Regions from separate parts of the Mus musculus genome. Here regions 1, 2, 3, 4, 5 and 7 are each linked to region 6. A link is a contact called in public HiChIP or PLAC-seq and promoter capture Hi-C data. All regions are on one chromosome and are shown on one strand. Each heading gives the region's core, a stretch centred on a gene start, on an enhancer-like site or on the middle of the called end of the contact. The rest is flanking DNA. Distances are from core to core; before and after follow the strand shown. Region 1 holds the start of Kcnn1 (potassium intermediate/small conductance calcium-activated channel, subfamily N, member 1). Region 2 holds the start of Ap1m1 (adaptor-related protein complex AP-1, mu subunit 1). Region 3 holds the start of 1700030K09Rik (RIKEN cDNA 1700030K09 gene). Region 4 has its middle 14 kb from the start of Klf2. Region 5 holds the start of Fam32a (family with sequence similarity 32, member A). Region 6 holds the start of Jak3 (Janus kinase 3). Region 7 holds the start of Slc5a5 (solute carrier family 5 (sodium iodide symporter), member 5).

Region 1 (4,104 bases), core at 606-3,105, 820 kb after region 6:
TGTTCAGCAGTCTCCAAAGGACAATTTTTGCAAAGCTGTTTCCTGTCACAGGAGTGTAACTGTGTCCTAAGTGTATCCGTGGCTCCTCTGCCCCTTCCCGCCCACCATGGCCCCTGGAGCCCATGCCTAGGATGAAGGTGTGGCCAGTTTGCACTCAAGCCCAGAACCACCCTGCCCATTACCACCACCAGCTTCATCTATCTCCAGGGCTGAGGTGCCCAGAGGCCTCCAGGCCACCCCAACTGGTTGCTAGGATACCTCCTCCTCCAGGGGCTCCTTAAAGGCAGGGTGGGCCCCAAGAGGGAAGGGGTAAGTCTTAGAGGCAGTGACTGCTGAGCCTGTGAACTCCTTGATTGTGGTCACAGGCACCATGGGGGTGCATGTTGAGACAGGCGCCTGGAGGAGAGCTAGATGGACAGTGAGCACCCCAATTTTGATGACAAACGGGGGCATGCCCCCAATCCCTGGGGGCTGTGAGAGGCTGAGGTGTGTCTCAGGAGACTGAGTGCTTTGCCAGTGTTTATGACGCCCTGGCTTCTGTTGTTAGCACGGAACAAATGGGGCTTGGTGGCCCAGGCCTATCCTGTCAGGTAGGACCTGAGAGGTAGAGGCAAGATGGCCAGTTCCAGGCCATCCTCAGCTCTATAGTAAGTCTGAGCCTCACAGATATGAAACCCTTTCTAAAACAAAAAGCAAAACAATTCCTGGGTAGGGGGTAGGCAGGGAAGGCCCACAGCCACAGGCTGAGGTGGCCACATGCAGAAGGTTTAGGGGCTGGAGGCAGAACCTGGTGCTCTTGGCCTGTCCCTCTGTGGTGTCTCCTGGAACCTGCTTACATCTATCACCCCAGGCTGGTTCCATCTGGCTCCACCTATGTGGATAGTGCAGATGTGGTCCCCAACACCTGGACTGTCACTCTGTTGGTGGCTCTGCTGGGGCTCAGTGCTGTCACTGCTCCCAGGCCACTTGCTGGCCACACATCTGCCCCTCAGTCCTTCCTGAGGCCCTCTAAACTGCAAAGACATTGGGCCAGGAAGAAGCAGGAGCTGGGTGGCTGGGGTGGGGGTGGGGAGGGGATTAGGGAGGGGATACACACACTCATCGCTCGGCTGCAGGCAAACCTCAGCTCCCCAGCTTGTCAGTAATCACGTGACTGAAGGGGCGGAGACTAGACTCCTTGGTCTCTGGGATGTCTTAGAAGACACCTGAAACTCCAGCACCTTAGGAAGTAGGCTGAGAGGAGGATTTCAGTGAGTAAATTCAAGATCAGCTTTGGCTACAGAGCTATCAAAACAAACAAACAAAACCCAAGACCACAAAAAATGTTGCATGAGCTGGAAAGGGGGGCCCAAAACTGTCCCAGCGCTCAGGAGGTGAAGGGAGAAGGAACAGAACTTCAAGGCCACTCAAGGCTAACCTGGACTCCCTGGTAAGTTCTAGCGCAGCCTGTACTTCACAGTGAGTTTGACGCCAGACTAGGTTATGTGAGACCTTGATTCAAAACAAAAACTTTCATGAGTGAGCTCTGTAAGTTTGGCTTGAATGATGGGGGCAGAGCAGGTTCGGGGGTCTCCCCAGCCCTGATGATTGCAGCTGCCTGGAGCTCTTTCTGCCCGCAAGGCTAATAGGGTTTAAGATCGGGGTCCCTGAGGTGAGCGGGCTTGTCTGTCCCCAGAGATGAGGTCCAGGTGTGCAGGATCACCTGCAATAGCCAGCTGCCTGTGCACAGATGCCCATCACCGGGGTTCTTATTCTTGCCCAGTGCCCAGGAGGGAGCTTTAAGCATGGGCGGAGCCTGCGGGGTCATGGGGGTGGGGCCTGGTGCACTCAGCCAATCCAAGGCGCCGCTCATACGGGGCGGCGCTGCTCCCCCTCCCTGGCCGGTCTCGGCGGGGACGCGCTGGCACGAGGGTCCAGGTCCCCGCCCGCAGGTATTGGCGAGAGGAAGCGGGGGTGAGGGGGCTGGGGGGGCAGTAATAGCGGGTCCCTGGGCTATGCGACTAGGGACGACGCTGGGGATGGTGTTGCCACGCGGTCAGGGGTCAGGGACACAGAAGAGAGGGTGCGCGTGTCCCCCGGTGAGGGAAGATTGCGAGTGGGAGACGCTGAGTCCATAAAGTCCATGCACAAGGATGGATGTGATACGGCCAGTGACATGAGCACTCTTCGGCCACCCTAAACTGAGGTCAAGGTGCTCAGTGACAGCACCTGGGCTGCCAGACTGGCCTTGTAAGCTCCCTGGTAGCCGGTGTGCAAAGGGCAAGCAGAGCCGGGCACCCTGAGGAGTCAGTGAGCCTGGTGAGAAGAGCTCTGGCACCCTTCCTCAACTCCATTTCCCCACCAGCTGCTGGGGAGGCCACCTGACACAGGTCTAGTGTCTTGGGAGTTTCTGTCATGAGCCGTTATCACTGTGGTTCCTACAAGAGTTGTGGGAGGTGGGTGCCTCCTTGAGACTCACAGCAAGGGACACCTATTGATCCGATTTTATTTTATTTTGAGACAGGTTCTCAGGTAGCCCTAGTTGGCCTCAAAGGCCAGGCTAGCCTTGCTGTTTAGCACCTCTTGATAGGTATGTATCACCAGTCCTAGCATGGCGACTTACACCTGCCATCCCAGCACCTGGGGTTTGCCACAGTGCCAACCTGCACTATAGATTGAGAGCCTGTCTCTAAAGTAAATAAATAAAATTACAGAAGACAAGAGAAAACGGACTGAGCTGGTACCCCAGGCTCCATGACAGAAAGCAGCTCTGTCCTCAGCTCACAGCCACTCGGGCAGAGCCAGCCTGGTTCCCTGTCAAGGTCCTGCCCTCAGCCACCGCCAGGCTGTGTCCCTTAGTCTGTGTCTGACTCGGTGCTGGCAGAGGATCCAGGGGCCACCCAACCTCCCTCAGCTTTGCTCTTCTTTTTAAAACCAGAAGAGGTATCCCCCTTGTGCCTGGGGCAACAGACAGTCCTTTTAACTGGAGGCTCAAAACACAGCCAGCCCAGGACTGGTCACTGAGCCCTGCCTGCTCTGCATCTGTCCTGTGCCAGCCAGCCTGCCCAGGAAGAGGCTGTCTCAGGGAACAACATGGCAGCACCTAGGCTTGGCATATGTGTCAGACAGCTGAGTCACAGCCCCATATTGCCTCTTCACCTGTGTGTCTTGCAGGCACCCAGGCCACCTTGTCACCTGCTGTTGGTAGCTTGAGGGGCAGGGGGTGCTCATGGGCCAGGATGATTGCAGGGCATGCTGGTGTCTGGGAGGTTAGGCGCTGGGGAACTGAAGCAGACTTTGAGCAGGGGTCGGTAGACACTGACTTTCCAGATGATCCTGGACTCTCCTGAGCCTTGGAATGTTCTGGAATGGCCAAGGTGATGTTCAACCTTTGCTGTCTCCACAGGTCCATTCAGAAGCTCTGCTGCGGAACCATGCTGGGCCCCAAAGGGCCTGCTGCACGCCCAGCCCACGGAGGCAGGTGGCCATGAGTAGCCACAGCCACAATGGCAGCGTGGGGCAGCCTCTGGGCAGCGGGCCTGGATTCCTGGGCTGGGAGCCTGTGGACCCTGAGGCAGGCCGCCCCCTGCAGCCCACCCAAGGCCCAGGCCTGCAGATGGTGGCCAAGGGTCAGCCTGTCAGGCTGTCACCCGGTGGTTCCAGGGGCCACCCCCAGGAGCAGGAGGAGGAAGAGGAAGAGGAGGAGGAGGAGGAGGACAAGACAGGCTCAGGGAAGCCCCCAACAGTCAGCCACCGCCTGGGACACCGCAGGGCCCTCTTTGAAAAGCGTAAACGGCTCAGTGACTATGCGCTCATCTTTGGCATGTTTGGGATTGTCGTCATGGTGACAGAAACAGAGCTGTCCTGGGGTGTATACACCAAGGTAGGCATCTGCTCAGCCTGGGGATGGCATCTCAGTTGGGGACCCATGAGCAAGGGTGAGGGACGCAGGAGAGGGAATGTAGATGGATGCTGCTTGCAGAAGTCACTAGGATCCGTGAGCTGGGGGACACTGAGATGTTTCTGGGAGCCAGAGGAGCTGAGACATGGAGTGGGGGAAGCCACAGATACAGATCCCATCTGGGTGGCAATTGTCCCCACTCAGCTGGCGCCTGGGCATCAATG
Region 2 (4,224 bases), core at 389-2,888, 560 kb before region 6:
AGAGTACACTGTGGCTGCCTGACAGAGAGCTTGTTGTTCTAGGCTCTATCCTCAGCACCACAAAACCATCCATTATGCTAGGGAGACAGCTCAGTCTGTATTTTCCAAATATCCGACCTGAACTCTATACCCAAATCCCAGGTAACAGCCAGGTGCTTACCAGGTGGTGGTGGCAAATACCTTAATCCCAGCACCTGGGAGGCAGAGGCAGGTCAGTCTCTAAATTCAAGGCCAGCCTGGTCTACAGAGTGAGTTCCAGGACAGCCAGAGCTACACAGAGAAAACTTGTCTCATAAAACCAAGAGAGGGAAAAAGTCAGATTCTGCTGGGAAGTACAGACAGGCAGATCCATGCGTTTTAACGGTTCAGGCAGCCTAGCTCAATCAGTCTAGTGACCCGAGTTCGATAACAAGAGCCCATGTAAGAGTAGCAGGGGTCTCCTTCCTCCACACACCCGCAGAAACACACAAATGAAGATTTCTTTCTCAGATAACGCTGGGCAAGATGCCAGGGTCCTGTTTCTGTGCAGGGCCTTCATGTCTCAGCAGTCTTTGTTATTCCCAGTCAGGATAGCTCTCCCTGATTCTTCAGTTGCAGCTGCTAGTCCATTATGAAGACATGGCCCCAATAGGTATTCATCTATTTCTGTTTTTTCCAAGTGACTAAGTTGAGCTATGACAGATTAGGCTAACCCACGGTGGCCCTGGGCTTAGCACCTGCCTGGCGAGGATGCTTCCAGGCCGCTACTTCCCAGTAATCAGTGTGACTCTAGGCACTGTTTCCCCCTCTAAAACCACACTTTTGTTTGTTTTTGTTTTTCGAGGCAGGGTTTCTCTGTATAGCCCTGTCTGTCCTGGAACTCACTTTGTAGACCAGGCTGGCCTCGAACTCAGAAATCCGCCTGACTGCCTCCCGAGTGCTGGGATTAAAGGCGTGCGCCACCACGCCCTTCTTAAAACCACACTTTTATCATCCGCTTCTCTTAATGTCATAGGAAGCTCAGTGGCTCTAGGGAACGCTGAAGCCTGTGGAGCGAGGGACCGACCTAAGGCCATAGTTCCCGCCACGCCTCTGGCCAAGGGTCGCACGGTCCCCGGGGCGCAGGGTCCTGCTACAGGAGTTCGCAGGAGAAGCTAGAGTCCGGTACCCAGGCGAACAAAAAGGGAAAGGGGCAAAGCGGACAGTTACCTAGCAACCGCAGCCCACCAAGTTGGCTAGCAATGGGGCGGGACTCGCGGAAAGACCACCGCCCATTTCCTAGTAACTTGGTAGGGCTGGCAAGTGAGGCTGCCCCGCCTGCCTGACGCCCTAGCTGGGCTGGTCGGCCAGTTGCCTAGCAACAGGGTGGGTCCTGACAGGGCGAGGGCCCGTTGGTTGCCTGGCAACGCGGAGGGTGGCGAACCCTTCAGTACCTTGCCCTTCAGATCCAGTACGTAGACGGCGCTGGCGGACATGGCGGCTTTGGAAGGTCTCGGCAGTAGCCGAGGGCGGCGGCAACGGCAGGAACTGCGGGCGTTCAGCAAGGCCCGGCGCGCCCCGAGACACTTCCCCTCCACTTCCGGTCCATGAAGCAGCGCGTGGACCGTTATGTCCGGTCTGAAGGGAGCCGCAAGTGCGCAGGCGCGTAACTGAGTGCAAGCGCAGTAGGAACTTTTTGGCAGTATTTTTCACCCATAGCTCAAACGGGCCGGAAGTCAGGGGGCGTGGCCTTCCTGAAGAGCGGGGCCTGGAGGACCAGGGCGGGGCAGCTTTGTCATTACTCCTTGTACCTGAAGGACTAGCTGTGGAATGAAGGTGGACGCTTCCAAGCCTGTTGCTGTGAGAAGACGCTGAAAGCGGAACCGATTTGGAGTTGAGCCTTTTTTTTTCTTTTTCTTTTTTTGTTTTTTCGAGACAGCCTTGCTTTCTGCAGAAGTCAAGTAAACTAATATCCCGTCACTGACTGTGACTCGCCGTTAGGTGGCGCTTAAAGGAAGTCAGTCTCCCAATGGCAATCCAGCCTTATCAGCAATCACTTGTCACTGTCAACCTCTCAACTGACTGGGCTTCACCCGTCTTGCCCCAGTGAACCCAGGGTAGCACGTGTGTAACTTAGCCTGTGCCTAATTCACAGTAAGGCTGAGCCGGGCGTGGTAGCTAGCGCACGCCTTTAATCCCAGCACTCTGGAAGCAGAGACAGGCGGATTTCTGAGTTCGAGGCCAGCTTGGTCTACAAAGTGAATTCCAGGACAGCCAGGACTATACAGAGAAACCCTGTCTCAAAAAAACAAAACCAAAGTAAGGCTGATTAAATTTTAATTCTGCCATTCTTCTTTTTTCGAGACAGGGTTTCTCTGTATAGTCCTGGCTGTCCTGGAACTCACTTTGTAGACCAGGCTGGCCTTGAACTCAGAAATAAACCTGCCTCTGCTTCCCAAGTGCTGGGATTAAAGGCGTGCGCCACCACCGCCCGGCAAATTCTGCCATTCTTAACCACCTTTCTGCCACCGAGAGATCAAAGGAGCCCATCAACACTCCTCCCCGCCCCAAGGGCTTTTTTTTGTTTTTTACTTTGTGTGGTTTTTTACTTGTGTGACACATAGTGAAAGATTCCCGAAGGGAGACCCTTACTCAGACACTTAAGTCCCGGGACAGCCGCGTACCCAAGAAGACACTGAGACCATACATAAAATGTAGAAGGTAAGATTTAATAAAGCAGCGACATGAAAGCACACAGACCAGAGCTCTGGGGTCGAAATAAAGCAGCAACATGAAAGCACACAGAGCTCTGGGGTCGAAACTCATACACCTTAGCACAGGGTAGAGGAGTCTCGACAGTCAGCCAAAATTTTTCACAGGCTTATATAGTAAAACTCAAAGGGGGAGAACTGGGCAGGAAAAGTACAAGTTTACATCACTAGGGAGTTCTGCCAAAGGAATCTAGGTAACTAAGGAGTCATGTCCTATCAAGGAATCTACGTCAGGAGGCCTTTATCTCAAAAATGTTCTTGGAACAGTTTTTTCGAACTTTAGGGTGAGGAGTTTTGGGGTGAAAAGTTTAGGAGTGTTCCGAGAACAATCTCTAGATGGGAGGGGGTGGGCTCCGAGGTAAAAAATTCATGTTCTTACAAGAGGCCAGTAATTTTTCATTCTTCATTCCCCACTTCTTCTTGTAAGTAATTCTAATCTTAGAATTTCAGAAGTCTATATCTCTATGTGGAGAATACTGCATTTACTCTATCTTTAACATGGGAACAACAACAGAATAAGGCAGATTAGTAAACAGAACTAGGCAGGGACCCTTCTAGTGAGGCTTGAGGGTCTCAGCATGACGCAGGTGTACGCAGATCAGATCTCTGGCTGGAACTGGTAAGATGTCCTTGGGGTACCCAGCTTGTTCACTGTAGCCAGTTGTGATCAGACTTCTTTCTGCACCACCTGTAAGCCTTATAACTTAGTATACAGATCATTATTATAACAACATAGGTTTAAACACATTATTTAAGACAGTGATGGGCATAGGAGCCCCATAAAGGATCTTAAAAAGAGTAAAACCGAATCAAGAGGGAGTATTCTCAGTTCTAAATAGGGCAAGGGGAAGGAGTACCAAGTAAGTCTGTGCCAGTCTCTAGGATTAATTTTGTCAAGGTCTGTTTAGAGTTTTATTCAGTATTTCTATCTGTCCTGAGTTCTGAGGTCTGTACACATAATACAATTTTTATTTGACCTCTAAATACTTGGCCACACCCTGACTTACCTGGGCAACAAGGACAGGACCATTATCTGACACTATTGCTTTTGGCACTCCGAACCTTGGAAAATTTTTAATAATCTTCTTGATGACTATCTGAGCAGTCTCAGTTTTACAAGGAAAAGCTTTTATCCATCTTGAGAACGTTCACAAAAACCAGAAGGTATTCATACACATATTTTTTTCAGTAAAGTCTATTTTTCAGTAGATGTCAGGTCTGTCTCCTCATGAGAGGACTAGTTTTCTTTTTTCAGTTTCTACTATTTTATACAGGGTTTCTTTTACCAGTCTTAATTTGTCTATAACTTGATAGTCTTCAGACTGTCAGGATCATTGCTCTTTAGGATGCCTGGGCGGTTAGATTTGCCACCTGATTTTTTTTAGCCACAGCATCTTAGGTCTTTCTCTGCAGATGTCAACAGCTCTCTTTGTCTGTATATATAGAGCTTGTATTAAAGCCACAAGTTTAGCTTTCTGGGCTGAGGTTCCTTTAG
Region 3 (3,859 bases), core at 598-3,097, 770 kb before region 6:
GCACCCATTACCAGGTGTCTCACAACCCCTCTAACTCTAGCTCCAGGGGATCGATGCCCTCTTCTATATTTGCAGGCAGGTGTGCATATGTGGGGTATACACACAGAGACATATGTACGGGGGGGGGGGGTCTGAGGTATAGCTCACTAGCTAAGGAGCTGTTTGGTACAAAGCAAGCCCTAGGCTCTGTTACCAGAACCTGCCCCCCACCCCCCCAAAAAAAGTAAAATTTGAAACCAACAAAAGAATACGTTACCAAGAACACCTTTCCAAGGTTGCTCCTGCTGACACTGGAGCCAGGGAGCTCCTGGTTTCTATTTGCTTCTTTTTCTCTAGAAGATTCCATCAAGCTTCTAAGCAGTAGCATTTCCTCCTCCTCGTCACTGGCAGATTCTTTCTTTGTGGGCAGCAGAGCTTGCTTCCCTGTCCCCACTGCCAGCCCTGGGGACCTCGCTTCAGTGGGCAGCTCCTTCTTCTTCAGAAACCTGCTACCGTTACCACTCGGCCCATCGCTCTTTGACACACATGTTTTGTTCACTTGTTTCTGGAAAGTTCTGTGTGGGTACTGGGAAGAAACAGAAGCTGCACCTGTCCTCTTAGGAAGACTCTGCTCGATGGATGTGGAGTCAGACTCCACATCAGACCAAGCCATGGGCACCTGCTTCCGATTCAGGATCTTGGTTTCAATCTGGGCCAGTTTCCTAAGGGCCTCACTGGCTCTGGTCTTGGAGGAGATGGTGGGAGGCCTCAAGCCCAGACTCACCCCCCTCCCTGCCATGGCCTCCTCTTTGGGCATCAAATATTTCTCGTCCATCGTTTGGTTTCTCTTTAAGATTCTGCTCTGCCCAGGTGTCACTTGGCCAAGACTTCGGGCTTGTAAGTTTCTGATCTCTTCCATCCTCGAGCTATCTAAGAACATATCCCTTAAGTCAAAACCACTACGTGGAGGGCCAAAGGGTCTTCTTGTGGAAGCCATTCTAGGAAAATAAAGATTGTGTTTTCAGCCTTTAAAAGTACTTCACTGTATAAGTATACTTTTTGTTTTGTTTTTATTTTTTTCAAGATAAGGTTTCCCTGTATAGCTCTGGTTTTCCTGGGAGCTCCTTAGATCAGGCCTGCCTCCCAAGTGCTGTGATCAAAGGTGTATGCCACCACCACCCAGATAAAAGTATTTCTTTTAATAAGCTGTAGGGCGTGTGGGACAGGCATAAGAACTGGTAAGGTTGAGTGAGCTCAAAACCAAAGAATCGGGGCTGGTGAGATGGCTCAGTGGTTAAGAGCGCCGACTGCTCTTCTGAAGGTCCCGAGTTCAAATCCCAGCAACCACATGGTGGCTCACAACCATCCATAACGAAATCTGATGCCCTCTTCTGGAGTGTCTGAAAGACAGCTACAGTGTACTTACATATAATAAATAAATAAATCTAAAAAAAAAAAAAAAAAAAAAAAACCAAAGAATCTCAGAGAGATTTGAGGACAGGCGTCCAGATTCGTACCTATATCTGTACCTGCTCTGGAACCTGTAACCAGGATACACAACTGAGAGGACCCATATCACACAGCACCTGGAGTTCTTCTCCATGCTAATAACACTGCCTATACTCAGTTTCCTCGCTATTGTTTGCAAGCCCTAAGGGATCATGCCCCATCGCTCTCCAGATGAGGAACCTCTGGTGTGGGTATGCCGCCCGTTTTCCTGAAGCCCCTTGCCAACCCACTTGATCACTGTGAGGTCACCTGAGTAGCTGCGTTGGCTTCTTCCCGCTAGGCTTCAGCCTCAAAGTATAGGCCCCAGTGTGCGGTTGCCTCAGGAGACAGCGCCAGAGCAACTAGAGACTACATTTCCCGTCGGCCACCGCGCTCCACCCACCAATGAGCAACTCAGGTCACAATCCCGGGCGTCACGGGACCAGTAATTTCAGCGCACCCATTAGCGTCCCCAGGTCATAATCCCAAGGCATGCCGGGAGTTGTAGTTTCTGAGTTGCGCCCGTCAAGCGGTACGGACGCCTGAGAGCAGAGAGTTGAAGTCGCACGTGCAGCTATGGTCTCGGCTCGTGCATTGCTCTGGGCCATCTGTGTGCTGCGCGTGGCACTAGCCACTGTGTACTTCCAGGAGGAGTTTCTAGACGGAGGTGAAGGCGATTGCCGTGGTGGCTGGTGGCCTGTGTCCACCATCTATGATATGGACCCGTGCGCTTTGCACCACTAACCCTCCTGTCTCCCCACAGAGCGCTGGAGGAACCGCTGGGTGCAGTCCACCAATGACTCCCAGTTTGGGCACTTCAGAGTCTCATCGGGGAAGTTCTATGGGCATAAAGAGAAAGACAAAGGTTAGTGTAGAATCGGGAGCAAATAGAGTAGAGTTAGAAACCTCATGGCACCCTGACAACGCACCCACCGTTCAAGCCAGGACACTGAGGCACATGCAGGCTCTGCAATACCCTGTTTGGGTTTACATTCCTTTACGATTGACCAGAGTAGCCGGGCGGTGGTGGCGTACGCCTTTAATCCCAGCACTCAGGAGGCAGAAGCAGGTGGATTTCTGAGTTCGAAGCCAGCCTGGTCTACAGAGTGAGTTACAGGACAGCCAGGGCTACACAGAAACCCTGTCTTGGAAAAAGAAAAAAAAAAAAAAATTGACCGAAGTGTGTTTTGGTTTAGTCTTTGAGCAGTCTCATGTAGCCCTAGATGGCTCTAACTCTCAGCCTCCCAAGTGCTGGTTACTTTTTCCACATCTATGTATGTTGGAGGCAGTATGCACCTTGAGTGTGGATTGGAATGACAGTGGAGGTGCTCAGAAAGTGCTGGAATGACAACTGGAGTCAACAGGAATGACTGTGTTGGCATTTTTCAGTAGTTGCCCAAGATCATCTCACTTCATGAAAATTGGAACCATGCTGTAGCACAACCTAGAATCCTAGCACTCCAGGGTCTTCATGAGGCAGGAAAATCACAAGTTCAAGACCAGCCTAGCTATAGAGTGAGCTCTGGCCCACCCTAAGATACAGCCAGGTCTTGGCACAAAACAAAAAGAGGGGAAATCAAAATGAAAAGTGGGGCCAGCTAGATTGGCCTGTGGCCAAGCTTGGTAACCTGAGTTTGATCCCCAGAACCTACAGGGTGGAAGGAGAGAACCTATGCCCACAAGTTGTTCTCTAACCTTGGCACATGCCCCAACCCCACAAAATGAACGAATAAATAAATAATTAAATTGTATTTTCTTTAGGTTTTTAGTTTTGTTTGTTTTGAGCCAGGGTCTCTATGTATCTCTGAATGTCTAGAAACTCTTAAATCCACCTGCCCCTTCCTCTGCCTCTTGAATGCTGGGATTAAAAGCATACACCAACAAAACTGGCTAATAAATATGTATGTCTAACATCTATGAAGTCCTGAATCCCAGCTCCAGTACAGCCTAAACGGGTTGTAGTGCACACTCGAGAAGTGGCAAGAGAATTTAAAAGGCTGAAGTCATTTTTTACCTATATTGCAAGTTCAAGGTCAATGCAGGATACTTGAGAATTTGTCTGGAAGAAAAAAAAAAAGAGTTCGTTTATCTGAGACGGGTTCTCTTTATGAAGTCCAGGTTGGCCTTGAACTCCAGGTCCTCCTGCCCCAGTCAGCCACATACTTGGTTGGTTCACAGCTGTACTGGCTGGTTTTGTGTGTCAACTTGAAACAAGCTGGAGTTATCACAGAGAAAGGAGCTTCAGGTGAGAAAATGCCTCCATGAAATCCAGCTGTAAGGCATTTTCTCTATTAGTGATCAAGGGTGAAGGGCCCATTGTAGGTGGTGCCATCCCTGGGCTGGTAGTCTTGGTTCTGTAAGAAAACAAGCTGAGCAAGCCAGGGGAAGCAAG
Region 4 (3,893 bases), core at 154-2,653, 660 kb before region 6:
AATAAACAACAAGTCACATGGCCTGTGAGATGGCTCAGGGGTTAAGGTGATTGCAGCCCAGCCTGAGGACCAGAAAGAAGGAGGGACTGACTACTGTAAATTGTTCTCTGACCTCCACACATGACCATAGCTTTCACACACACATTAAACAAATAAATAAATGCAATATTAAGAAGCAGCGAAACACATTATGTTACTCTGGGTGTAGATGGAGGTGGTGGCACACGCCTTTAATCTCAGCATCAGGAGGCAGAGGCAGGCAGATCTCTGAGTTTAAGGGTAGCCTAGTCTATAGAGCGAGTTCCAAGACAGCCAGGGCTACAACAACCAGCACAAGAAGACCTACAGAGTCAACTAACCTGGCCCATGGGGGTCACAGAGACTGAACTACCAATCAAACAATGTATGAGCTGGACCTAGGCCCTTACACATTGGTAGCAGATGTGCAGCTTGGTCTTCTTCATGTGGCCCCTAACAGTTGGATCAGGGGCTGCTTCTGAATATGTTGCCTGCCTTGGATTCCCCTCCCCAGCTGGACCGACGGTCAGGCCTCAGTGGGAGAAGATGTGCTTAGTCCTGCTACAACTTGATGTGCCAAGGCAGGCGGGAACCCAAGGAGGCCACATCTCTGAGGAGAAGGGAAGGGGTGATGGGCATAGGGATTTGTGGGACTGGGAGTGGGGTGGGTGGGTGGGTGGGTGGTGAGACCAGAATGTAAAGTGAATAAATAAATTAATTAATAGAAAAAAATCAGTCAATCAATAAAAAGGCAGAAGGAAGAAACAAAAAAGTGGGGTTTGTGGGGATAGGGGACCAAGAAAGGCGGCTTCAATCCCCAGTTCCTGGCAATCCGGAGGCTGAAGCTGGAGGAACAGGCTGCCACACCCTATACCACTTTCTACAAGCTTTTTTGTTGTTGTTGTTATTCTGAGTTGGTTTTGTTTGTTTTTTTGGTTTTAGGGAAAAGATGCAGATTAGGCATTTCAAAGTCACACTCTTTGCAAACTAGAAACACAATAAAAAAAAATTCTGGGCTTGATTGGCCTCCTGGCTTCTGTTCATGGCCTCTTTTGTGTGAGGCACAAGACTGAAGGCCCTGTCTTTGTCATGTCAACTGCACTAGCCGGGTTAAGTGCAGATTCTTCCCAAGGTCGTAGCCCAGTTCAGTCTGGTTTGTTGTGATCCAGTACTGTAGCTTAAAGCAAGACAGTGGTGCTTGTAAGTATGTTTTAAAACTCTTTTTCCTGGACAAGCGAGGCTTGACCACTTTTAGGAACATGTTGGTTATGACTTTAAACTTTAGAAAAAAAAAAAGTCATGTAGCAAAGGGTAGCCATAGCTCACCATAGCTGTGGATACTTTTGAACTCAGGATCCTCCTCCCTGCTTCCCTAGTACATGGTTGTGTCACCTGCTTGGTGCTTGGGATGCAGCCACAGAGCTGTAGCCCTAGGACAGTGCTTATACTATGCACAAAGCTTCCCATTTCTTTATCTAGCAAGTGCTTAGAGGTTTTGAAGCAGGGGAAGTATGGTCCCATCTAGTCAGGACACTCCCTTGAGCCCAGGAGTTTGAGGCTGAAGTGGGTAACCCAGACTCTTATTGCTGTATAACAGCCCAGGCTGGGGAGATGGTGCAGCAGGTTAGACTCCTGCCACCAAGCCTAAAGACCTGAGCTCTATCTCAGGCCTCACATCACCAGTGTGAAGGAAGCAGGTTATCCTTGACCCCCTCCATAAATTAATGAGCAAGGAATGAACAAATAAAAGTACATGAGAAGAAATGGCCAGAATTTAGGAGTCAGTCCCAGCCGGCCCTCAGGGTCTCTCCTGCCAGGTCACATGACAAACCGGCTCTCCTGCAGAGAGAGTTTCCTCTAGCTGCCCTCAGGACTCCAGCCCCCACAACCCTCCACCTCCCCACCCCTGCTGGGAGAACTTTAATTTCTTGGACCATTGTTTCAATAACAACTGAAGGAAAGGCAAAGGCAGAAAGGCCACCGGAGAGCCAGAGTTCAAGTCCACTCTCAATTGTAGAGCAAGTCAGGAGGCCAGAGTGAGCATTGAGACACCCCAGCTCAAACAGAAGAGAGAAAGAGGGGGGCATGGGAGTGAGGGGAGGTAGAGCTCCATGGCTCAGCCAGCAAAGGCACTTGGTTGCTTGCTAAGGCTGGTGTCTTGAGTTTGATCCCACGAACCCACATGGTAGAAAGGAGAGACTCCAGCAAGTTGTCCTCCAAGTTCCACACGTGCATGCAAGTATGCACATGATAAATAAGTGTAAGAAGAAAGCAGAAACAGCCTACACCCCATGGGTATATGAAACTCATTTTGCCAGCTAGGTGCAGCTCATGATTGGTACATGTGTGCCTGAGAGCAGGGCTCTCACCATAGGAGTCCCCCCACCACCACCCCACCTCAGGAAAGTCAGTTTGTAGCAATTGTTCAGCCATAAACATCAGCTTCCACAGAAGCAACAACAGATGGGCAAGAGCTGCAGGGTCCTTTCCTGGTTCTAGGTCCTGAGATAGGATGTCCTGACTTCTGCAGGCTGGAGGTGGGGTGGGGATGGGGGCTCTACCTTGGGCCTCACATCACCTCGCTGCTGTCATTTTCCCTTAGTCTTGAGTGTGGGGATCAGAGGACACCTGTGGGAAGTTGTTCTTTCCTTCTATCATGTGGATCCTCTGCCCAGTGCACCTCACCAGCCTCTCATGACATTTCCACACATATGGAACAGGCTTTGGTCATACTCATTCCATCACCCTCACCTGCCCGCCCCCTGCCCCCCTCCCAGGCTGGCCTCGAACTCAGAAATCTGCCTGCCTCTGCCTCTGCCTCCTCTGCCTCTGCCCTCTGCCTCTGCCTCCCAAGTGCTGGGATTAAAGGCGTGTGCCACCAGCGCCCTGCTCTGTCCTCTTCTATAGTGCATATGTGCGTGTGTCCCAAAGGGCTGAAGAAAATAACGCTCCTTCAACATCTCTCAGCATGTCTGTCATGCTCAGAGATGGGCAAGCCTCCTGAGCCCCTTTATGAACCATGATGGAGTGTTTGAAGTGTAGATGCAGGTGATCACAGCTGACAGGCATTCAGGAGCACAAGGGCTACTGTGTGTCATACCTGGAAAATAGCCATCATGGTTCTCCCTGCACCCCCCTCCATGTTTGTGTGTGTGTGTGTGTGTGTGTGTGTGTGTGTGTGTGTGTGTGTGTGTGTGTGTGTGTGTGTGTGTGTGTGTAGACCAGGCTACCTCAGACTCACAGAGATCAATGTGAGTTGTCCATGTGCTGGGATATAAGGCTACCATGCCCACCTGGTATGACTCTGGTTGAAATCAGAATAGGGGTGAAAATAGGGAGCCCCTACCTGTTGCTTTCTGAGTGATTTCAGCCTCACAGGTGATGGAGACCAAAGATGGTCAGGTCCCCTGTGTATTCTGGGATCTGACCATTCATGTGACCCAGTACTCTAGAGGTTGGGTTGTCTAAAACCAGGATGCTAACTTTAATGGCTGAACTAGGAGACTTCCCGCTCAGGGCACAGAGGCCACTGTCCTTCTGTGGCATGGCTGGGTGGCATCATGGTTTGTCATGACTTCCACGGTGGTTATTTTTGTAGCTGACAATGAGACTTACTGGAACTGGCTTGGCACTCAGGCTTAGAAAGCGCCTGCATTTAACCTTGAGCTGTTGGAACACATAAGCCTCAGAGCCCATGGCCTTTCCACAGCTTGGCCCAGACAGTCACTCTAAGGGCTTCGATGCAGCAAGAAGGAGCCCTCCCAAGACTGAATGTGGTGGAGCCCTGGTCTTCCACTGTGTCTGCCTGTCTGCCCTCATCTTCCCAGGGTCCTGAGCCCCCTGCCCCTGCGTCCTCAGCCACAGGGAAAGATGTT
Region 5 (4,077 bases), core at 130-2,629, 540 kb before region 6:
CACAGCACAAGAAGACAACACACTCATACACATAAATAAAAATTTCCAACGGTCTTCCACCCAGGGCTGGAGAGATGGCTCAGAGGTTAAGAGCACTGACTGCTCTCTTAGAGGTCCTGAGTTCAAGTCCCAGCCCACATGGTGGCTCACAACCATCTATAATGAGGCCTGGTGCCCTCTTCTGGTTTGCAGGCATATATGCAGGCAGAACACTGCATACATAATAAATAAAGTCTTCCACTCAGGACCAGAGCTACCAACGACAGCAGGAAGGGGTGGCAGACCCTAGGGGACTCTAGTTTGTATCAAGTTGTCCAATTAGGGTGCCCAGAAGGGCCACAAGACCGTAGCCAGCCAGCCCATGTCGTTATTCAATTGCAGAGGCAAAAAAACAAAACAAAACACTCCACTGAAGTACAGGCTATACCAGACCAGAGAACACAATTGGCTGGGAGACAGCAAGGTGACCCACACATCCCAGAAACTCTGTGGGAGTTCCAATACATAATTGATGCCCTTTGTTAGATGGAGAAGGTGCCTTCCTGGGTTTTCTCAACAGGGATATCACATTGTAACACTGCATCCTAGAAGTTCAAGTCTACAGAGATAGTGCCAGGACAACCAAGGCTACATAAAGAAACCTGTCTCAAAGCAAACTAAACAAACAAACAAACACCCAAAATAACTAGTATGGCCTTGTGGGCCATGCTAGCCTCTCCAGGAACTAAAAAGCTGAGGCAGTAGTTCAGGGCCAACTGCAGCCTACATAGAGAGTTACAGAAGAGCCTGGGTTCCATCCACACACACACACAACCTTCAAATAACAAAAGTACATTTGAAGCTAGGAAAGCGAGTTGTCATGGAAACAGACTTTGTGGTAACTTAAGAACAATGAACTTGGCTAGCATTAAGAGCTGATGACATCTGTCTTCCCAGTTCACAAGAAGACCACTTTAGGCAGGGCTACCAGGCTACCAGGAGTTGGGAGAAGGCCTGGGCTACACGGGCAGTTGGAGCCGGCCTGTTCTGCCCCTGCCTCACCCGCTTCTCCTGCATCTTTTCGAAGGCTGCCTGCGCCGGCGTGCGCTTGTCCAGGCAGCGCCTTTTCTCCTCCTCGCTCTTCTTGCTCGTCCCCATGGCCTCCAGCATCTTGGCCTTGTCTTTGTCTTTCTTCTTCTTCTTCCTGAGAGAGAGGGGGACGGTAAGAGGGGCCGGAGCTGGGGGTCGGCCCTCAGGGACAGACCGCGGGCTCCCGGGCCTCACCGCTTTGTCACGCCGAGCTCTGCCACGCCTTTCAGCTTCAGGGGGCCCTTCTGGACTTGCTCGTAGGCCTCCATAGCGCTCGCAAGCCGTGCCCCGGGAACTCCGCCACACTTCCTGTTTGCATACAGTACTTCCGGCCGAAACCCTCCTCGCTTCCTTCTGATTGGTCAGCTAGGACGCACGCGTCCTCAGGGTTCAGAGTAAGTGCACACTTCCGGTCTCGGGTAGTCTTGGCAACTGTCCAACAACATAGCTCGCCTAAAGACACACTTCGTATTTGGGCGTCCATTTCTGACTTTATGGGCATCCACTTTTGCTTTGTGGCATTATTTACTTAATTACTTTTTTTCCAATTTAGAAAATTACAATTACCCAGAACTCCAGAGACAGAGACAGGAGGATCTCTGGATCTCTGGATTCAGCGTGTTTTATGTAGTGACTTCAGGTCAGCCAGAACTAAAGACTGTGTCTCGAAATAAGTAATAAGAAAGAATAAATCTGGGGCTGGTGAGATGGCTCAGTGGGTAAGAGCACCCGACTGCTCTTCCGAAGGTCCAGAGTTCAAATCCCAGCAACCACATGGTGGCTCACAACCATCCGTAACAAGATCTGACTCCCTCTTCTGGTGTGTCTGAAGACAGCTACAATGTACTTACATATAATAATAAATAAATCTTAAAAAAAAAAAGAAAGAATAAATCTTTAAAATTACATTAAAAGTTAGTTACCTGTATACGTGTATGTGAGTGTGTGTACACACGTGCCAGAGCACACGTGGAGTACAGAGGACACTTTGCAGTACTCTCAGGCCTTATGCTGTGGGTTCCTGGGAATCAGACTGATGTGGTCATATTTATAGACGAAGATCCTTTGTCTGCTGAGTCATCTCAATGGTCACAATTATTTTTCTGTGAGTTTGAGGGCAGAAGTGTCATGACACTAAATGAGTCTGATAAACGTGGAATTTGCTGTGTAGACTGCTCTGACCTCTAGCTTGCTGCAGTTCTGACTGAGCATGCAGAAAACTGGAACTGCAGGTGTGTGCCACTGCCCTAGCTTGTCTTGTTGATGTTTTATAGAGGACAGGCTTGCTATGTAGCAGATGATTAAACTGTCTTTTTGGTTGTTTGTTTGTTTTGAGACAGGGTCTCACTGTGTAGCCTTGGCTGTCCTTGTACTCCTTATGTAGGCTATGCTGTTGTGAATTCAGGGATATCCACCTGCCTCTGCCTCCCAAGGGCTGAGTTTAAAGGTGCGTGCCACCATGCCCAGCAACCTTACTTCCCAACTACTGGGATCACAGATGTGCTGGGATTTTTTTTTTTCTATAGCAATTTTGGGGAGTGGGGAGGTTACATTTATTTATTTGTGTGCTGTGTAGAGCAAGTAGAGGTCAGAGCACAACTGTGGGAGCTGCTTTGCTCCTTCCACTGTGTGTCCAGGGAATCAGGCCCCTACTGCTGTTCTGTGAGAGGCTCTCTCTGTGTGCGAGGCTCTCCTTACACAGCCCCGAAGCTTGTGACTCCCTTAGTTCTGGATGTTAAGCCTGAGCCACTACACCAGGCTCACTTATTATTCTATATCTGATGGCTATTCTTGGTTTACAGCTTGACTACATCTTGAATTAAATAAAACTCAATAAAAGTGTTGATTTTTTTCTAAGTAAATCATTTAAAATGGGAAGATCCAATTTTAATCCAGATCATTTGAGATGGAAAAATCCACTTTTAATTTGGGACACACTTTTTTCTGGCAGCTGATGCATGTTTGCCCTAGCTTTTTATAGTGCATTCTGTACTTTCACTGACATTAGAGCCTGCTTCTTTGGGATTCCAGCATATACTGAAGACCAGCCAAGACATTTAGCATTGTGGAGTAAACAATTATTGAATTGTCGGACTCTAGCTGGACCATAGCTTGGGAACCACCCTAGCTTCCATGGCTAAATATATATAAAATCAGACTCCAGAACCACATTGAGAGCACCATTCTGACCTTAAAACCCAGGACCAAAACCTGCAAAAATGGGAACAAAGATCTAATCCATCAAAAATCTAGTCCATAGTTCCAGAATCCAGGAAAGTCCCTAAATATACTAACCTTGCCTTTCACTTCTGCTTCTTGCTATTATTGCTAACTAAAGTATCTCAACCAGGACGTGATTTTTGTGCATTAAATACAAAGAACTGTGAGCCTTGGGGATGCACAACATGGGAAGTTCACCAGGCAGCCTCTGGCCAACAATAAAGACTTTCTTTCTGGCTTTAAGAGTGTCTCTGTGCGTGTGTTCTATGGTTTTATATATAAAACATATATATGTTGTGTATGAGTGTTTTGCTTGCGTGTATCTAAGTGCACCATGTGTATGCCTGATACCCAAGGAGGCCAAAACAGGGTGTTGGATGCCCTGGAACTGGAGTTACAAATTCTTGTGAGGTGCCATGTTGGTTCTGGGAATTGAATCCAGGTCCTGCCTGAGAGATCTTTCTAGCCCTGTTATGTGTGTGTGTTGAAACCCCTTAAAATCTCCTTAGTTTTTTTTTTTTTAAGATTAGGGACTGGAAAGAGATGGCTCAGCAGTTAAGAGCTGAGGACCAGGTTTCAGTTCCCAGACCCACATGGTGGTTCACAACCATCCATAGGTACACAAGGGGTGCACACACACAGGGAGAACACAGCACACTTTTAAAAAGGAAAGTAAATCCAGTAACATAAAATAAAAAATTCAAAACTAGCCAGGTGTGATGTTTCAGCCCCACAATCCTAGTACTCAGATGAGCACAAGGAGGCAGGAGAATCAAGGCACCTGTCCCA
Region 6 (4,069 bases), core at 832-3,331:
TGACAATCGCTGGGGAGGCCCAGGTCCCCGGGGAGGAAGGAGCACATGCAGGGCTCCTGCCTCTGAGGATGAGAGGCTGCAAGAGCGCTGAGGGATCAGAGGTGTCTCCTCACTTGGAGGTGCCATGAGTATAACCTGAAGAGGCATGGAAGGGGGTGTGACTGAAAGAGGGAAGAAGAGCCACATGCCCCCAAGTGACAGCCAAGCTGGGGACTAGGTGTCTTTGAGTCTGTGCATGTCTGCACCCCTGCAGACATCACCAATTGATCCACAGACCTCCACATCCTAGCATAGTCAGCCAAGCCAATATTCCAGGCAGGCAGGAGCAATTGACAGCAGATATAGAAACAGGTCTGAACAGGAAACAGGGGTGTACAGAAGGATGGGGACAGTTGTCTTATTCCCTACAGGTCTAAAGGTCACAGGACCATCTTGACTGGAACCAGAAGCTTCTGTGATGGGTGTCCTGTGCATAAATCTGTAGATATGCGCACAGGGACCTATGTTGTCTCCCAACCCTTTCTGGTCTCTCTTCAGCCCATTTAACCCCATGTCCAACATCTATTTTATGCTCCTCTTTGGTCCTCACAGTAGGGAGGTTCTCTGCAGTGGCCTGTGTGAAAATACACTTCCCACCCTTCAGAGCTGCTGAGGGCAAGGGGTGGGGCCTGGGCCTGAGAGAAAAGGCAGGAAACAGCCCTTCAGCTGCTCAGACCAGTCCTCAAGGCCAGGAAGAAGGCTCACAACCAAGTCCAAACAAAGCTGTGAAAAGGGTATGCTAACTGCATAAATTTGCCCTCTGGCCTCTTCATGTGCACCCCTCCCATGATAAGACAACAAAAGTAGGCATAGCAGCACACACTTTTGACCAGAAAACTCCAGAGGGGGAGGCAGAAGATTAGAAGGCCAAGGCCAAGAAGGGCAGTGGTGGCACACGTCTTTAATCCCAGCACTTGGGAGGCAGAGGCAGGTGGATTCTGAGTTGGAGGCCAGCCTGGTCTACAAAGTGAGTTCCAGGACAGCCAGGGCTACATAGAGAAACCCTGTCTCGAAAAAAGAAAGAGAGAGAGAGAGAAGTCCCAGGCCAGCGCATGAGACTGTATTTTAAAAAATAAAAAAATCTAGCTTGGCGGTGGTGGTGGTGCATGCCTTTAATCCCAGCACTCTGGAGTCAGAGGCATGTGAATCTCTGTGAGTTGGAAGCCAACCTGGGCTACAGAGTGAGTTCCAGGGCTACACAGAGAAACCCTGTCTCAAATCGAGAACTGAAGAAGTCATTAACCTATTACCAGAGGTGGTGGTACACAACTGTCATTATATGTTCAAGGTCAGACCCTGTCTCAAGAAACAAATTAGGGTGACCAACATGGCTTAGGGAGTAAAGACGCGCTTGCCACCTAGCCTGCTGGTCCCCAGGATCCACATGTTAGAAGGCGCGAACCCACTCCTCTGACCTCGGAACATGTGCAACGCACACACACGCAGAATAAAACAGATTAAAATGTTATAGAAGTGTACAAAAATAAAACCATCAACATTGTCTTCCCTGTTCTTTTGCTCCTGGGAAGGCTGCAGGAGGATTGCTATGAGTTTGGGGCTACATAGTGACTTCTAAGCCAGCAGGGCTACGGACGGAGAGCCATCCTCAAAATATAAGACATAAAACAACAAAGCGGACACGAATATTAAAGAAGTATGAGATTATACCAAATGGAAAGTTCAGGCCCTTTACTTCCCCACTCCTAGAACAGGGAGGGTGGGGTTGGGGAGCCCGCCGCGCATGCGCGCTGCTGAGCCGCCAATGCGGTGTCTAGGCAGCGCCCCGCTCCCGCTCCCGCGCCCGCACACCCGCGCCCTGAACCTGTGCCCCGCGCTCCTACCTGCAGCTGTGCCGAGGCAAAGGACAGCCGAGGCTGCGACAGGAAAGTCCCTGCTCCTTCCTGTGCGGCCCCTGAGCTTCCTGGCCGCCGTCATTTACGGAAAGTCAGGGCGCCCTGGGGGCGGGGCGGGGCGGGAAGCCCGGGGGAGACTAGAAACCTGTGCCGCAGGCCACCCTTCTGGGGTGGGAGCTGTGCAGAGACAGAAAGGCTGGGGTGCTGCTGGGGACCTGAGCTTACAGAGCACTCCCCGCCTCGGGCTCCTGTCTTTGCATGTCCTTGGAACAACCTGAGCCAGCCCGGGCAGGGACTTGCTGCGGCTAGAACACATTTCAGGCTTCAGTTTCCACTCCGCCTCCAACCTTTAACCTCCTAAAAGACACACTGCGTAATGTTTAAAAAAAAAAATTACGGGCGGAAAAAAACCAAACCTCTGGGCCTCCAGTCCTAATGAACTAAGAGGGGCCTTCTCCTGGGAAGCCCACCTGCTTGCTGGGCGTGCCCCCACTTCCTCTGAAAACCTCGCCTTTTATTCTGCTCAAAAGCTATGAGATGAGGCTTGCTAGAAGGCTGAGGAGTATACGCTATCGCCACACAAATCGACTTGAGTTCCATCACTGGAACCCACAGGTACAGCTTGGAGGATTCTGAAAAGAACTCCTAGGCCTCAGATGGTGATGGCAGGAGCCCGTTCTCCAGTCCTCCATCCCTGGCTATGCACCCTGGTGCCTCCGTTTACCCATCTGTTGCCAGTGGCAGTGTCTGCTGCATGGGGTAGAACTAAGAGTGATCCTGGGGGAGAGAACTGTGCAGCTGTGCTTCCCTAAAGCATGCCAAGTTCTGTTCTCAGATGCCCCTCCTGGTGGGTGCCTGGGACCCAGAGCATCCACAAGTCCTTTAACACCACACACAGCAGGTCAGGCCTCTGTCTGAGAGAGGATGACGTGAGGAAACAGATGCCAGGAATGGAAACGTGAAGAGATAGCAGGTGTGATGCAGACGATGAGGCAGAAGACTGGCAGAACAAACCAATATGTGCCACACAGCTCACTGGTGGAGCTCCTACCTAGAATCCCCCAGTGAGGGGCTGGGGACACGACTCAGGGGTGGAACATTTGCATAAGCACCAATACCTGAGATTTCATCCCAGTTGCCATGTAAAACAGCTGGATGGAGGTAGGAGTATGGCTGGGTTGTTACTGGCCACCAGCATAGCTCCTTCTCTGGCCCTACCCATGTAGGACACGAAGAAGACACCAACAGGCCATTGTAGCACATGTGTGACAATCCCACCACTCAGGAGGCCAAGGCAGGAGGATTGCTGCCAGTCTGAGCCAAGCCTGGTCCACATAGAAAGTTTCAGACCAGCTCAGACTATACAACTAAACCTTGTCTTACAAAATAAATTTTAAAAAAATTTTAAGAAAAGAAGAAAAAGGCAACTGTTGGGTTCTGTTACAAATAGTTCAAAGCACATGGAACATAGCAATATTTGTGAGAAGCAAGAAGCAGCAAAATAAGGGAATTAAATTTGGGGGGCAATAGGGAGCCTGCAGGGCCTGTCATCCTCCATTCTGTCCTGGAGTGGCCTCACCTCTGCCTTACTGCTGAAAGCTAATTAAAATTTTTTAAAAAGTGAAACGGGTACTCTTTTTTTTTTGGGGGGGGGGGTCGAGTCAGGGTTTCTCTGTATAGCCCTGGAACTCACTTTGTAGACCAGGCTGGCCTCGAACTCAGAAATCCACCTGTCTCTGCCTCCCAAATGCTGGGATTAAAGGCGTGCACCACCACACCCGGCGAAACAAGTACTCATAAGAATTGGAGCCCTTGGGCTGGAGAGATGGCTCAGTGGTTAAGAGCACCGACGGCTCTTCCGAAGGTCCTGAGTTCAAATCCCAGCAACCACATGGTGGCTCACAACCATCCATAATGAGACCTGATGCCCACTTCTGGTGCATCTGAAGACAGCTACAGTGTACTTAGATATAATAATAAGTAAATCTTTAAAAAAAAAAAAAAAGAATTGGAGCCCTTAGGATTCCCGAGTTTGTAGGTTTGGATTCAAAAACACAAAGTCATTTGTTATAATCCCTCTTTTGCAGATGGCAAAACTGAGGCACCAAGAGTTGGGAGATATGGGGGTGGAATATTGGGAATGGAACCTAGGACACTGTGCAATCCAGTCCCCCCAA
Region 7 (3,699 bases), core at 990-3,489, 780 kb after region 6:
TTTGGTGAATGATGGAGGAAACATGGGGGTTCCTTTTGTTGGGTGCAGCCAGCACGGCATCATCATGGTGCCCAATCTTGAAAGGGCACAGGCCTGAAGCTTCCTGGGACTGTTCTGTCACAGGGAGGAACCTACTGCAGTTGCCTACAATTGCTACCTCTGAGGGACTTGCCTCTGGCCCCTTGTAGACATTTCCATGTCTACACATGGCCCAGAGTACTTTCAGGGATAGCAATGTGTGAATGGCACTTAGAAGATAACATGTGAAAGCCATAAGAGGGCATCTGGTCTATAGATGATTCTTTTTCCCATTAAGTCCATTGGTCCCACATCAAAGGAATGGGTGACCCCTCAGACTGCATTGCTTCCCTGTGCAGAGTAGAACCAGTGGCTGCTGCTTTGGAACCTTGAAGAATCCATGAAAAGTTCCTTCTCTTAACCTGGTTTTGTCCCTAGCACCTGTATTAGGCCCACATCTGTAACTCTTGCTCCAGGATATCAGATGCCTCTGCAGGCGCCAGAATTCATATACAGCTCCCCTTCACCCACGTGCATAATTAAGTTTTGTTTTGGGGAGTTTGTGAAGATACCTGGTGTGAGACTAAGCCCAGCCCTCAGGGAGGCAAAGACAGATCTGAGTTCGAGGCCATCCTGGTCTAAAAGGTGAGTTCCAGGACAGTCAGGGCTACACCAAAAGAAACATTGGGTAGGCACACGACCAGCCCCAGCTCTCCCTGATGCTAGGCACAGGTCATGACTGCAAGTGTTGTCCCAACATGGCAGTCCCGCTGCCTCGGGAAGACTCTTCCCTCCCTCCTGCGTTAGTGCTTCTTCCCATTCAGAATACATGTGTCATCTCATCTTAGTTCTACCCATTCTGAAGCCTTGCAAAAACCTGAAACCCCGGGCTGGAGAGATTGGCTCAGTTAAGAGCACTGACTGCTCTTCCAGAGGTCCTGAGTTCAGTTCCCAGCAACCACAATGTGGCTCACAACCATCTGTAATGGAATCCAGTGCCGCCTTCTGGTGTGTCTGAAGCCAGCTACAGTGTACCCACATGTAAATATAAAATAAAGTCTAATAAGAAGAGAAAAGCCCTTTCAACCTCATCAGTAATGCCCTCAAGCCCGCCTGCCACCTAGGTTTAGGAGACTGCCCTAGCCAGGCCTCCCTCCTAACCAGCACCTCCAGGCAGGCAGTCCAGCCAGTATACAGCATATGAGGCCACCAGGGGGCGTGTGCCTTAGTTTTACTTATCAGACCACCCGGGAAGTACAGACGTGGCTCAATAGGGAATCAACCCTGAACACCCCAGAAACGGCCAGTTCTCCAGAAAAGGGTCCCGGTGACAGTTCTGCATCATCCCAAGCCCTGGGTCCCTTGAAAGCCACTATCAGCAAACTTCTGTTCTGGACCCAGGTATGCCAAAGTACCTGCGACAAGAAGGGAGAAATGGGTATCCAATGAACCCTCACTTGTCATCCCAGCACTAGGGAAGCCATGGCAGGATTGACACACCTTTGTGGTCAGCCTGTGGGAAAGAAAGGAAGAGAACAGGAAAGGGGAGGACAGCCAGGTCAGGTGTAGTGCACACTTGTGTTCCTGCCGGTAGGGTGGGCCTTGGTCAGGACTCCATACCAGCCTGAGCTACATGAGACTCAGCCTCAAACGCGTGCGTACACGCATACACACACACACACACACACACACACATACACACACATACAACCATAGGTCCAGACTGCCCTGTGCAGGTAGGGAAACTGAGTCCTAAACAGAAGGAAGAAATTCTCCAAAGAGAACCTGAGTGCCTCCCACCGGGTTAGCAAGGGTGGACAGTTCCTTCTCCCACGCTGCGGAGAAAGGCAGATGCTCTCTGGGGGGAAGGCTCGAGTCTCGTTTTTCCTTATGGGGCCCGGAAGTCCCCGAAAGTGAACCCCAGTCCTGGGTTCCTCGTAGCTCTGGTTCCTAACTCCCGCAGGCTGTGTGAACAGAGGGGAGCGGAGGTCTGAGCCGTCCAAGGCCCTTCCTGTCTGTTCACAACTCTACACGGAACAAGCCCTAGATGTGGGAGAAAGTGTCAGGAGACGCTAGTGTCCCCCCAACCCCGTTGCCCGCACCCCTGAAGGCCCGCTCGCCCCAGGACGGAAAGGGTGCGGGTCGCGCCCGCCTCCCAGGCTGGGGGCGGGGCCGCGCTGACCCCGGAGCCCAATAAATCCGCCGCGCGAAAAGCTTGTGGGTCGACGGCCCAGCAGGAACTCGCGCTGCGACGACGCTCGCTCTGAGAGTCCCCGACGTCCTCCGCATCCTCTCCGTTCCGAGTTACCTGTCTCCATGGAGGGCGCGGAGGCAGGGGCCCGGGCCACCTTCGGCCCCTGGGACTACGGCGTGTTCGCGACCATGCTGCTGGTGTCCACGGGCATCGGTCTGTGGGTCGGCCTGGCCCGCGGCGGCCAGCGCAGCGCCGACGACTTCTTCACCGGGGGCCGGCAGCTGGCGGCAGTGCCTGTGGGGCTGTCGCTGGCCGCTAGCTTCATGTCGGCTGTGCAGGTGCTCGGGGTCCCCGCGGAGGCAGCGCGCTACGGTCTCAAGTTTCTGTGGATGTGCGTGGGCCAGTTGCTCAATTCGCTGCTCACAGCCTTGCTCTTCTTGCCGATCTTCTACCGCCTGGGCCTTACCAGCACCTACCAGGTAGGGGACTTGGTCCCATGGGAAGGTTCCGGGAAGATGCCGCGGGCACCGGGCAGGGCCAGGAAGGAGGAAGAGCCAGTCCGGGCCCCACAGCTCGCAGCAGCCTCGGGGCAGTGGCCTCCCGCTGACACCTGTCCCTGCGAGTGCCCGTACCAGCCACCCACCGGCGCCCGACAGAGTTCAAACGCCTGCAGTGAGGTGTAGGATTTCCCAAACGCTCAACAACTGTAGTGAAAACGGAATAGCATCCACTTGCAGTTTCAGCACTAGGGAGATTGAGGCAGGAGGATTGCCATGAGTACCAGGCCAGTTTGGACTCCCTAGGGATACCCCAGTTTCAAATCTGAGGGCGCAACTAGGCACCCTGAAACAACGGTCCAACAAGTGTAGCGACAATATGAAGTCCCATGTGTGATATCTCAGTACTAGAGAAGCTTTGGCAGGAGGATTGCTGCGAGTTCCAAGCCGGCTTAACCTACACAGAGACTCTGTAAGCTCAGTTGGGCACTCCGGAACAGAGTAGAAACAGTGAGGATGGCTGAGGGGTCACTTGCCCGGTAACCTCCAGCCCTTGGCTCCCTCTGCAGTACCTAGAACTGCGCTTCAGCCGAGCGGTCCGGCTCTGCGGGACGCTGCAGTACTTGGTGGCCACGGTGAGCGAGCTGCCCGCCCTGCCACGCCCACACGAGCAATTATCATAGCCCGCTCCAACCTGACCTCACGCCACACCCCTCATCCTACCTGGCCCCGCCCCCTTCCAGCTTGAGCTAAGCTTCTCTGGGACATACAAGGACCACGCCTATAGCTCTGCCCTCATTCTGCCTATGGGCACCCTCTCACCTAGCTCCACCCCATCCTACCTAAAAACACCTTCTTGCAACCTGGCTCCGCCCTTTCTGCCTGATCCGCGCTCTCTTCTTTCTGCCTCCAACCCGTTTGCCCGCCCCTTGCCATCACCGACCTCCCCACCCACAGATGCTGTATACTGGCATCGTGATCTACGCACCT

Evidence for each region. Promoter capture Hi-C pulls out the DNA fragments that hold promoters and counts their contacts. HiChIP or PLAC-seq counts read pairs in DNA pulled down with a chosen protein or histone mark.
Region 1: a promoter capture Hi-C map of embryonic stem cells shows a contact between it and region 6. The contact joins the promoter of Kcnn1 here to the promoter of Jak3 in region 6. A contact is called at or near these places in 6 of 39 promoter capture datasets (embryonic stem cells, hippocampal neurons, liver and 2 more), 3 of 484 Hi-C or Micro-C datasets (B cells and embryonic stem cells) and 10 of 115 datasets of contacts at active chromatin or transcription factors (bone marrow-derived macrophages, embryonic forebrain, embryonic hindbrain and 5 more).
Region 2: a contact with region 6 is called in a promoter capture Hi-C map of liver, with 2.3 times the contacts expected there. The contact joins the promoter of Ap1m1 here to the promoter of Jak3 in region 6. A contact is called at or near these places in 6 of 39 promoter capture datasets (the 3T3-L1 cell line, the HPC-7 cell line, hippocampal neurons and 2 more), 1 of 15 datasets of contacts at CTCF or cohesin (pro-B cells), 5 of 115 datasets of contacts at active chromatin or transcription factors (embryonic forebrain, epiblast stem cells, extraembryonic endoderm stem cells and 2 more) and 1 of 9 other capture datasets (pancreatic islet).
Region 3: a promoter capture Hi-C map of pre-B cells shows a contact between it and region 6. The contact joins the promoter of 1700030K09Rik here to the promoter of Jak3 in region 6. A contact is called at or near these places in 4 of 39 promoter capture datasets (the C10 cell line, cranial neural crest, frontonasal cranial neural crest and 1 more) and 1 of 115 datasets of contacts at active chromatin or transcription factors (forebrain).
Region 4: a contact with region 6 is called in an H3K4me3 HiChIP or PLAC-seq map of embryonic stem cells, with 2.5 times the contacts expected there. The contact joins the enhancer-like site here to the promoter of Jak3 in region 6. A contact is called at or near these places in 4 of 39 promoter capture datasets (the 3T3-L1 cell line, cranial neural crest, embryonic stem cells and 1 more), 3 of 115 datasets of contacts at active chromatin or transcription factors (embryonic stem cells and forebrain) and 1 of 9 other capture datasets (liver).
Region 5: a contact with region 6 is called in an H3K4me3 HiChIP or PLAC-seq map of the 230-238 cell line, with 7 times the contacts expected there. The contact joins the promoter of Fam32a here to the promoter of Jak3 in region 6. A contact is called at or near these places in 7 of 39 promoter capture datasets (the C10 cell line, the HPC-7 cell line, cranial neural crest and 4 more), 2 of 15 datasets of contacts at CTCF or cohesin (embryonic stem cells and pro-B cells), 1 of 484 Hi-C or Micro-C datasets (B cells) and 9 of 115 datasets of contacts at active chromatin or transcription factors (the 230-238 cell line, astrocytes, bone marrow-derived dendritic cells and 5 more).
Region 7: an H3K4me3 HiChIP or PLAC-seq map of bone marrow-derived macrophages shows a contact between it and region 6, with 5 times the contacts expected there. The contact joins the promoter of Slc5a5 here to the promoter of Jak3 in region 6. A contact is called at or near these places in 13 of 39 promoter capture datasets (HPC-7-derived erythroid cells, cranial neural crest, embryonic stem cells and 9 more), 2 of 484 Hi-C or Micro-C datasets (embryonic stem cells and uterus), 8 of 115 datasets of contacts at active chromatin or transcription factors (SST interneurons, bone marrow-derived macrophages, embryonic forebrain and 5 more) and 2 of 9 other capture datasets (adipose tissue and embryonic stem cells).

Annotation. Positions count from the first base shown.
Region 1 is chr8:70,854,759-70,858,862 of GRCm38.p6, reverse strand. Kcnn1 (potassium intermediate/small conductance calcium-activated channel, subfamily N, member 1) reads left to right here and starts at 1,855. Exons shown (of 10, transcript NM_032397.3): 1 at 1,855-1,931; 2 at 3,386-3,862. The coding sequence starts at 3,467.
Region 2 is chr8:72,237,432-72,241,655 of GRCm38.p6, reverse strand. Ap1m1 (adaptor-related protein complex AP-1, mu subunit 1) reads right to left here and starts at 1,638. Exons shown (of 12, transcript NM_007456.5): 1 at 1,413-1,638. The coding sequence starts at 1,454.
Region 3 is chr8:72,441,868-72,445,726 of GRCm38.p6, reverse strand. It overlaps 1700030K09Rik (RIKEN cDNA 1700030K09 gene), which reads right to left and starts at 1,847. Exons shown (of 8, transcript NM_028170.2): 1 at 1,738-1,847; 2 at 257-977. The coding sequence starts at 976. Calr3 (calreticulin 3) reads left to right here and starts at 1,949. Exons shown (of 9, transcript NM_028500.3): 1 at 1,949-2,134; 2 at 2,231-2,332. The coding sequence starts at 2,044.
Region 4 is chr8:72,331,596-72,335,488 of GRCm38.p6, reverse strand. No RefSeq gene overlaps it. Among named protein-coding and RNA genes, the nearest start is that of Klf2, 14 kb to the right of the region's middle. Within about 2 kb of position 1,403, at least 16 of the 459 cell types and tissues checked have an H3K27ac peak or open chromatin away from gene starts, as enhancers often do. A contact at or near this core is called in embryonic stem cells, where this site is marked.
Region 5 is chr8:72,217,047-72,221,123 of GRCm38.p6, reverse strand. It overlaps Fam32a (family with sequence similarity 32, member A), which reads right to left and starts at 1,379. Exons shown (of 4, transcript NM_026455.5): 1 at 1,264-1,379; 2 at 1,042-1,183. The coding sequence starts at 1,337.
Region 6 is chr8:71,674,395-71,678,463 of GRCm38.p6, reverse strand. It overlaps Jak3 (Janus kinase 3), which reads right to left and starts at 2,081. Exons shown (of 25, transcript NM_010589.6): 1 at 1,881-2,081; 2 at 1-135. The coding sequence starts at 126.
Region 7 is chr8:70,891,297-70,894,995 of GRCm38.p6, reverse strand. Slc5a5 (solute carrier family 5 (sodium iodide symporter), member 5) reads left to right here and starts at 2,239. Exons shown (of 15, transcript NM_053248.2): 1 at 2,239-2,691; 2 at 3,279-3,344; 3 at 3,667-3,699. The coding sequence starts at 2,335. Rpl18a (ribosomal protein L18A) reads left to right here. Exons shown (of 5, transcript NM_029751.4): 5 at 1-274.